Regions from separate parts of the Hordeum vulgare genome. Here region 2 is linked to region 1. A link is a contact called in public Hi-C data. All regions are on one chromosome and are shown on one strand. Each heading gives the region's core, a stretch centred on a gene start, on an enhancer-like site or on the middle of the called end of the contact. The rest is flanking DNA. Distances are from core to core; before and after follow the strand shown.

Region 1 (5,480 bases), core at 1,312-3,811:
TATTTGTTTGGGTTGTAATGATAACGAAATTGAACTATTTATTGTTGATTTATTTTGTTTAGTTTGATCATTTTTGCTTCTATTCGAAATGTATATGTGGTTTGTGCGTGTCGCGCGCTGTGTAATTTTTACGTGCAGTTGGAGCGACGCGCGCGCTGCATTTTAACGTGGCTGTTGAAGACAGCGCTAGCGACCGCGCTAAACCAATCGAAGCGCATGCGGCAAACTAGTTTTTTACGCGCGGCGCGGAATGCGGGTGTTGGAGATGCTCTAAGGGCAGAGAAGATAATGCAGATTGACAATGACGCCGACGGAATGCGAGGAAGCCCTAAACATGTGGGAGCTTTTTCTTTCTTTCGCCTCCTAGAGTATGAAAAAAGGATGAAGGTAGCTACTGCACGTACGGGCTAGTGACTCTAGAACAATTATGTAAACCAGAGGGTGCCTAGGCCATGACTTGCTCTCCTCTAGTCGTACGTTGGTAGTAAGTACATCCGACATTCATCCGCGTGCATCTCACAAAAAGATACTCACGACATGATGGTGCAGAAACGAAGACTGTTCCTCCCTTGCTCTCTCCGGCCAGATGCGCGAGCAGTCGGCGTGGACCGAGCATGCACGAGCACGACATGGCAATTATCGGGTTTGAACGAGTCAACAAGACCATTGCATCCGTCTCCTGAACCTCTCCAATCGACCAACCGGCCATCAACTCGTGGCTGCTCGTGACGGGCGGCGATTGGTTGGACCAATCACCAATCATGCACGGCCGTCGATCGATCGGCCCCTCTCGCTCCTCGGCGTCGCGCGCGTGCGCGCCGCTGCTCCTTCTCCATGCCGCCTGCGCGCCTTGAGCCCTCCGCGTCCACCTGACCACCACCGCACCACGGCGGCGATGGAGGAGCACATGGACGGGCTGGCGTCGCCAGGTGCATGCATGCACGTACGCGCTGCGTGGCGGTGGCATGGCATGGCATGGCACGGGCGCGGCGAGCGAGCGCCCGGGCGCGACATGGCAACGTGTGGCACGGTGGCATTGGATGCGCGCGCGCGCCCGCGCGCCCGCCACCGCGTTAATTATTTGCCTCATGCGGAGACACAGCGCCGCTCGGCCGGACCACCGCGGGCACGGGCGCACGGGATGGACATGGACTACGTCGTCTATTGCTGGTGGTACTATGTAGTACTACGTGCTACAGGAGCAGGTGCATGCGGGGGTGAGGTAGACGACGACGGGGACCGGAGAGTGATTTGGCACCCACTGATATATCGAGAGATGCGTGACATCGCATGTACCTCAAGCAAAATAAAGAGAGAGAAGCGTGACATGCTTTGCCGCCTTGTGTTCGTGTCCGTAACTTTTATCTACATGGAGGGAGACGTCCGTAAGTTTAAGGGCTATGTTTTTTTTCTTGAAACAACAAGACTTTATTTCAAGATATCCGACGATACGTTTTTGTGGGAGGAGACGTTTTCGTCGACGACGAGATGCGTACGGTGAAATGCATGCTCAATCTTTCAAAGATGCTCATAGGGATATGGTGTGCGTGTGTGCGTTTATAAAAGTGAGTGTATGTGCATGTATATGAACGCTTACGTTTGTACCATGTGTCATTTACAAGGGCATGAGAAATAAAATCTGGAAACATAGTCTCAAAAACTAGAAGATCTATAGCTAAACGAATGTTTATAGGCTATGTTAATGTGACGCGGGTCTTTTTCTGTGCTAGATCGATCGCCTGACCGGGCCGGTCAAACTCTGCATTACGTCTACGTGTTATGCTACTGGATCGATATAGCTGGTCAAAGGCACGAGACTTTTCTAATGTTCATTTCCTGTTTGAGGGTGCCCCCTACTGTTGGGTGATTCGTTCGCCCCAACCGACACATTAAATTCCTGCATGTTATGGCTACGTGGTGCACCTCGACCTGCTCCGTGCTGACAGCTTGGAGGATGTTTGTCATCAGGCGGTCATGCATATGGGCGACGGCGATCTTACATTTTGCTGCATTACATATATATATATGGGCCAAGGAAAAGCTTAAGGTTGCTATTGCTTGCACATGCATGCGTTGCCAGCCTAACGCATGCTATGCTACTAGTTTTTGCTAGCCAATCCTCCCGTCGCCTGACACTAACTTTGGCAATCTCACTCGTCTCATCAGATTAATCTTAATCGCTACGTTAGCCAGCCGTGACCGCCACCCAACATTTCGCACAACGATTCATTCAATGCCAATGGCTACATGCACATGCTTCGTAGGAGTACTGGGAAAGCTATCGCTACGGAAGAGCAGAAGTAAAACACTGTCGTCGGGTGCCGGCGAGTGGGAGCCAGGGTAGGGTGACGAGCAATGGGCGATACGGCGGGGGCCAAATAATTCCGTGCCCGACGACAGATCCACGATCCAGCACGCGCATGGCGCATATCCCACATGGCCTGGTCTCCGCCCGGTCAACCACCGGAGTTAACAGTCCCCAGCACTGATACGGTCAGGTTACACTTACGGCGCGCATCAATGGAGTACTCTACGTACCATGCCTTGCTTCTGATTGGCGCCACCGCCGGGCCGGCGACGAGCCTCTATAAATCACGCACCCTCCCCGCTGCATTTTCACTCACACCACTCAAACACACAGCGAGCGCTTGCAGAGAAGCCATAGAGCAGCAACCTGGGATCAGCTCAAGCACTGACCAGGCGCCGCAGCGCGAACTCGAGGGCTAGGAATTAATGGCGCCGGCTTCGTCGTTCCCGATCATCGACATGGGGCTGCTGGCCGGGGGCGGGGAGGAGCGGCCGGCGGCGATGGACCTGCTGCATGACGCATGCGAGAACTGGGGATTCTTCCAGGTGATAATAAGCAACTCCATAACTTCGATCAACAAGTACACCTTTCATGAACAAAGGTGCATGAATAGTTTCGTGCCGTTCCTATCGAGTTGTACGTTGATTTTGCTTTGCTCTTGTGGCGCGTGCGTGTACCGTGCAGGTTCTGGACCACGGCATCTCGACGGAGCTGATGGACGAGGTGGAGAGGATGACCAAGGGGCACTACAAGAGGGTGCGCGAGCAGAGGTTCCTCGAGTTCGCGAGCAAGACGCTGGAGGACGGCGGCGGCAGGGCGGCGGAGAACCTGGACTGGGAGAGCACCTTCTTCGTGCGCCACCTCCCGGAGCCCAACATCGCCGAGATACCCGACCTCGACGACGAGTACAGGCGGGTGATGAAGCGGTTCGCGTCGGAGCTGGAGACGCTGGCGGAGCGGCTGCTGGACCTGCTCTGCGAGAACCTCGGCCTCGAGAAAGGGTACCTCACGCGGGCGTTCCGTGGCTCCAAGGGCGTCCCCACCTTCGGCACCAAGGTCAGCAGCTACCCGCCGTGCCCGCGCCCGGACCTCGTCAAGGGCCTCCGCGCCCACACCGACGCCGGCGGCATCATCCTGCTCTTCCAGGACGACCGCGTCGGCGGGCTCCAGCTGCTCAAGGACGGCGAGTGGGTGGACGTGCCGCCCACGCGCCACTCCATCGTCGTCAACCTGGGCGACCAGCTGGAGGTGATCACCAACGGCAGGTACAAGAGCGTGCTCCACCGCGTGGTCGCGCAGACCGACGGCAACCGGATGTCCATCGCCTCCTTCTACAACCCGGCCAGCGACGCCGTCATCTTCCCGGCGCCGGCGCTGGCGGAGGCGGCTGGCGGGGCGTACCCCAAGTTCGTGTTCGAGGACTACATGAAGCTGTACGTGCGCCACAAGTTCGAGGACAAGGAGCCCAGGTTCGAGGCCTTCAAGTCCGTGGAGAGGCAGAGCTCCAACCTCATCGCCACCGCCTAATAGCAACAACGACGTACTCCCTTGCTCTGCTCTCCGTACGTGGCCTCGGTTATTGGTCGAGAGACGATGACGCATTGGATGCTTGAGAGAGTTCGTACGTCTAGTACTGTCTGGTGTCGAATAAACGGGCCTGCTGGCTGCGTGCTACGTCTAGCTAGCTAGGATATGTACGTTAGCATTTTGTCATTTTCGCTGTGTTGTGCTGCTTCCGACCAGCATGAGAGCTGTGCTGTAATGTAATGTAATGTAATGTACCGTGTCTGTTCTTATTCCTGGGGCATCGTATCGGTTGTCTCTTTTAATATTTGCGTGTTGCCTCCTTGCGTGAGAATACTACAGCTCTTGACACTTGACAGGGTGCTGCCACCATCACGCCAACACGGCAGAATCGTGATGGACTAAACTTCTACTTGCCGTTTTGGTTTGGGAGAAGAGAGACATGCCACCATTATTCGCCCGGAACATGCGTTGCCAATATTTTCTGCGTCAGGTTTGGCCGACCGCATAAATCATAATGTACTCTTCTCCCAATATGCGTGAAGCCTACTACTCCCTTCGTCACGGTTTAGAAGACGTGCATGAAAATTCTCTAGAACCTAGGTGGTTATTGATTGGCTGTGAAATGAGTTAAAAAATAGCATTCACACTATGCATGCATATAAAAGTAGTACAACAGAGTACTAATTAAAAGCTAGGAGTAAATGCAATGCGCCTTAAACCTTGTCTATTGTGGAAATGCACGCAAATTTAATTGTGCCTTCTAAACCGTGACGGAGGTAGTAACTCGAACGTGGACCAAGGGTTCTCCATTATCCAGGTATCAATTGCGAAGGCATGAAATTGAGGCATTTATTGTCACTTCTTATTACCTCAACATCCTAACCTCTACAACGACAATTCTTCACGGGAACAAGGAAATAATGCGAGCAAGGCATCCTCTCAACATGCGTGAAGCCTACTAACTCGAATGTGGACCAAGGGTTCTCCATTATTCATGTATCAATTGCGAAGGCATGAAATTGAGGCCTTTATTGTCACCTCTTATTACCTCGACATCCTAACCTCTACAACGACAATTCTTCACGGGAACAAGGAAATAATGCGAGCAAGGCATCCTCTCAACATGCGTGAAGCCTACTAACTCGAACATGAACATATGATAATTGGTCGCATAAAGAGTTCATCCATATCCCAAAGAACTAGTAAAACTACTCAAATATGTAAATGTACGACACAAAAGGAAGGGTCAAGTTACAAACCGTCATCGAGCCGACCAAGAGAGAAGGCATGGTGGTGAGGGAGACGGCAACGCCGGTGGTGGTGATAATGATGATGGTGGTGTCGACATTGGTGGTGATGAGGGCGGCTCCCGTGCAAGCGCGTTGGAGATGGCACCGAACCAAAAGCCGATGCACGCAATGGTGGAGCCTCCTCATCTTCCCTTGGACTTGCCCCTTCTTATATGGTGATGGAGATTGATCAGTAATAGAGATGGATCTTGGATGAATGCGTGGTGGTGGCGGCGGTTAGGCTTGGAGAGGTATTTATAAGGCCTCTCCTCAAGCCTCCTTCGTAGATGTAGGTTGCCTCCTTTGATCCATGGGCCCAAGGCGAGTCAAATCCTCCCCCCAACCCTTACTTACTG
Region 2 (4,889 bases), core at 1,895-4,394, 240 kb after region 1:
TTGTACCTTACTTCTAAGGGGTTACTGTAGCATAATCCGGGGATATCAAATAAGCTCATTTATACTCGACTAGAAAACGACACGTGTGTTGTAATGGAAAAAAATTATAATCTTCAATGGTCATGACCACATTTTGCAGCATCCTGAACATTTTTTTAAACTTGTGAACATATTTTAAACCATGAATATTTTTTAAACTATGATTTTTCTAAAATTAATGAACATTTTATACTTTATACAACATTTTCTTTAGAATTGCGAAGAATGTTTTTTGGATTGGGGAACATTTCTAGAATCAAACAAGAATATGTTTTCCTTGTAAATTCGTGGAACAATTTTTGAAATTCACTATTTTTTATGTAACGAACTCTTTATGAAATGCATGAATATTTTTTGAATCAATAGACATTTTATGATTCATGAACTATTTTGAATTTGCAAAAAATAAATCACTTTATTAATATTTAAATGTACCAACTTAAAAAAAAAGAAACATAGACATTTTTGGATTTACCAAAAATTTGATTTCGCAATTGTGAACATTTGTTGAATATGTGAATATTTTTGAATCCACAATATTTAGATTTATTAAACATTTTATTTAAAAATTAGCATTCTTAAATATTTTAAGAACTTTTTTGAAGTTCAAAAATATTTAAAGTAGAAAATACGAAGGTGGAAAAGAAAAACGAAATTTTAAAACAAGCTGCCCGGACATGAACCGGCCCAAACAGGCGTGTTGTGTTTTCTCTCAGGGCGTAGAACGCAGTATAAAAGGTTTCTACTGTTAGACAAGGATTTCGTGTGAGGAATGTTTTTTATCACTTATAAGTGATAGCATTGAGTATTTTTTTTTTCAACTTTTAAGCAATTTATGTGACGTATGGGAAGAAATACTAATGACTTTATTATTACACATACAAATGTAGATTACTCACTTGTTTCTGCTTGCTCGCTCTTTGCCCCTCATCTGTTCACTGTTTTTTTTTCTGGACTTGGTTTTTTGTCAGGGTAAAACCAACATTTTGAATGATTTTTAAAAATATCATGAATTTGAAAAATGTTCATGCATTTTATGTCGTTCATGGTTTTCAAAAAGGCTAGCAAGATTTGAAAAATAGCGCACCAATTTGAGAAAAGTTTATCGATTTGAAAAAGGTTTGTTGAATTTAAGAAAATTTCGTCAAAGTTGAAAAAACATTCATCCATTTTCCAAAAAATGTTCATCAATTTTGCACAAAGTTCATCAATATTCAAAAAATGTCATCTATTAGGTTGATCAATTTTTTTAAAAGTGCATCAATACTAAAAAATGTTTTTTTCATTTTGATAAATACGAAATGAAAGAAAAACTAAACAAAAAATGGTCCAGAATAAAATCATCTCGAAAATAGAAAATTAGTCACCAATTAAAGAAATAATATATGGGAAAATGGAAGAAGGCACATGCAGTTAGGTTACTCGTGGTGTCTTTGATTGACGAGGTCTCGAGTTTGATCCTGTCACCTTGCATCATTTCTGGAAGTTTATCAGGAAGAAGACAAATAAGGTAAAATGGGTCAGCCCATGGAACATCGAATGGGGGTGGGGGATGCGCCTGTTTGCGTCGATGCCTTTATCGGCGCAACTGGTGCCGAATAGGAAATATCATGCCGCACACCCTTGTTCCCTTTGCTAGATTTAGTGGGTTGTCCCATCTATTCACGCACATTTCTTTGAAGCTCCGAACGGTTTTCGGAAGTTTTAAGAAGCTTCAGTTTGTTTTTCGTTTCTGGTATTTTTAACCTGACCTTTTTGTTTTCGCTCATTTTTCAGTTATTTTTTCTTTTCATCTTTTTTCACATCCTGAGCTTTTCCAAATTCATGAACCATTTTCAAAATTTTCCGTATATTGCGTACTTTTTCTCAAGTTTTGGATTTTTTTAATAATTCATGAACTTTTTCCCAAGTCGAACGGTGAGCCTAGCGGGCCGACCCACGTGTTGTCACATTTGAGTGTCGGTTTCTGAGCCAACGCCTTGGATGTCTCTTCAATGAAAATCTACCGCAACAAGCGGCAGATAGGATTTGCCCTCGTTGATCATCATCTTTACTCTTGACGAGATCACTAAAACTGAAACAAGAGGGAAAAACCCAGCAACACGCCCGAAGCGCATTGCCCACAAATTCGAACAAGAACACGCCCGAGGCCCATCTTCGCGATGAATAGATCCACCTAGAGTGTCCTCGAGTTGAACGAGAACCTCAACCAAGGCAGGTTCACGGAGATGGTGGTCACACTTTGATCGATCTGGTACGCACGACGTCAAGCTATATATGAAGGTATACTCCAATCATCGAGGCAAACATCATCTTTTGTTCAATCATATCTTAGCGAGCGGAACAGATCTCCAAACCGGTGACAACGCATAGCACGAGGACATGCCAGAATGTCATTGCTATATGGCTTGCTCCACCAGAGGGCATGGTGAAAATTAATACAGATGGGGCGGTTGCACAAAACAGACATGGTGAAGCGGTGGCAGCCATATGCCTCGATCACACTGGAGAGTACCTCAGATCCTCTGCTATGGTGTTTCGAGGTATTTCCGACCCAACAATGCTTGAGACATTTGCATCTAGGGAAGCACTCGCTCTGACAGATGATCTTCTTATGCAAAATCTGAGGATGACATCGGACTGTCTACAAGTGGTGAACGACATCAACAGGGGACGGGAGGTCCTCATGCTACCTACTATAGTGCATGAAATAATGAACCATATAGCTAGTTTTGCTTTTTGTAATTTCGTTCATGAGTCTAGAGCTCACAACTTCAAGGCTCATAATCTCGTCAAGTTAGCATGTAATCTTAGTGTAAGTAGACATGTGTGATTGGGCTTCCCCACGACCCAATCGTGTACCTATGAACATTGTCATTGTCAATCAATAAAAAGGCCAGATTTCTCAACAAAAAGAAACACAGAGTGTCTTCCCTCCAACCGTGCACCCAGTCCTCCAACCTTGCCACGGTCGGAACCAATCGCGTCGCGCCAAGCGAGCGAAACCTTTCCGACGTGGCAGAGCACCAGACGTGGACGCGCACGATTGGTCCGCACACGCGTTCGTCTCGTCTCTCGCGAGCAAACTTAAATCCGCACCACCACGCCCCGGTGACGCAGCCGATCGATCGCCACCATCCAGTCCCCCCTCCGGCTTCCAGAAGCTTCTCGACGACGCCATGCGTCCGGCCATCCTCGCCGCCCTCCTCCTTCTCCTCGCCGCCGCGGCCTCCCCGGCGGCCGCGCTCTACTCCGCCGGCTCCCCGGTCCTCCAGCTCAACCCCAACAACTTCAAGAAGGTATCGCTTCTCCTCCCCCGTCTCCAGATCGGCTCCTCTCCCATTTGAGCTCCCCTCTGACCACCGAGGGGCGTGTCGCCATTCGCTTGCTCGCAGGTGTTGAACGCGAACGGGGTGGTGCTGGTGGAGTTCTTCGCGCCGTGGTGCGGGCACTGCAAGCAGCTGACGCCGATTTGGGAGAAGGCCGCCGGCGTCCTCAAGGGCGTCGCCACAGTCGCCGCGCTCGACGCCGACGCGCACAAGGAGCTTGCGCAGGTGAGCACGCCCTCTCGTTTCCTTTTGACCCGCCCACACTCCACATGTGCGTGCTGATCTGCTTGTTTCCTGATGTGATCTCGGCATCGGTAGCAGCGATATCACAGTAATTTATCGATTGTTACCGTATAATTGCTTTACTAGTGCATCGGCCGTACCATTTTGGTGGATGGAAAGACATTAACAAGCGCAGTACCAAAATAATGCACTTATAGTGGGACATTGTAGTTCAGACAGTAAATTACTAAATTTTACTTAGGTGGTTCGATGCTTTTATATAGTAAATAAATTTGAATTCTGCTGAAGAAAGATACAGTTTGACAAGGCCTTATCAGTAATCAGGATTTGGTCTCTTGCTAATGCTGTTTTGGTGTCCTCCCAGTTGATTACTAGCCTGGTTTTGTTTTCAAATCTTTGTTAAGTATATACAGAGGCCAAAATCCAACGAATTGTGCAACTTTAGGGTGATATGTTGCCATTCTATCATTGCCTACAAGTTTGTTTCTTAGCGTTCTATGGTTTTTTTGTGTGCCAGAAATTATTTTTTGTATCAAATCACTCTTATCCCAAATGTTATCGCACAAAGATGGATACCCCCAATTAAAGAAAACAAGCAAGACATTGACTGTGAATTAAGACCGTTATGGCTTTACCAATATACCTGCAGTGCAGCGTAACCACAACAATTCCTCCAAACTATCTCGTGTTCCACATGTGCATTACTATTGATGATTGTAGGCTATTAATTACAGCGTGGTTTTAAGTTGTGTTTATTGTAGCAGACTGATAGGTAGGGCCAGATGGGTGAACATCAAGTCTATACTGAGGCAATGAATACTTTAGTTAGAACTAACTTAGGCAACATGCATCTGGACTACCTTCTTTTGCTTTCCTCTACAATTATATGCCTGACGTCACTTCTTAAACAGTTTATATTCTAAATTAATGACAATCACACAAAATATCTGGTTTTTATAATTAGAATTTATAACTACTTCTATGGAATGCTACTAATATGGTTCGTGATGAATTGTGTTACTTTTGCAGCAATATGGAATACGGGGATTCCCAACCATAAAAGTATTTCTCCCTGGCAAGCCGCCAGTGGATTATGAAGGAGCAAGAGATGTAAAGCCCATTGTAAATTTTGCTCTGTCGCAGGTCAGTTGCAGGAAACCCTCTTTGTCTTGCAATTTTATTTTGTTCCACTAATTTGCATGATGTATTCTCAATTGCACTTTTTTATGTTGCACAAGTTGTTTATGCCTTTGATGTTATGTTTCCTCTGCTACTCCA

What was found. A called contact is a pair of places that touch in the nucleus more often than the background predicts.
Region 2: a Hi-C map of leaf shows a contact between it and region 1, with 3 times the contacts expected there. The contact joins the promoter of LOC123398538 here to the promoter of LOC123398536 in region 1. A contact is called at or near these places in 3 of 6 Hi-C or Micro-C datasets (leaf and seedling).

What each region holds. Positions count from the first base shown.
Region 1 is chr5H:456,493,886-456,499,365 of MorexV3_pseudomolecules_assembly, forward strand. It overlaps LOC123398536 (1-aminocyclopropane-1-carboxylate oxidase 1-like), which reads left to right and starts at 2,562. Exons shown (of 2, transcript XM_045092999.1): 1 at 2,562-2,853; 2 at 2,993-4,166. The coding sequence starts at 2,734. The coding sequence ends at 3,835.
Region 2 is chr5H:456,733,687-456,738,575 of MorexV3_pseudomolecules_assembly, forward strand. It overlaps LOC123398538 (protein disulfide isomerase-like 2-3), which reads left to right and starts at 3,145. Exons shown (of 9, transcript XM_045093001.1): 1 at 3,145-3,338; 2 at 3,435-3,593; 3 at 4,641-4,754. The coding sequence starts at 3,219.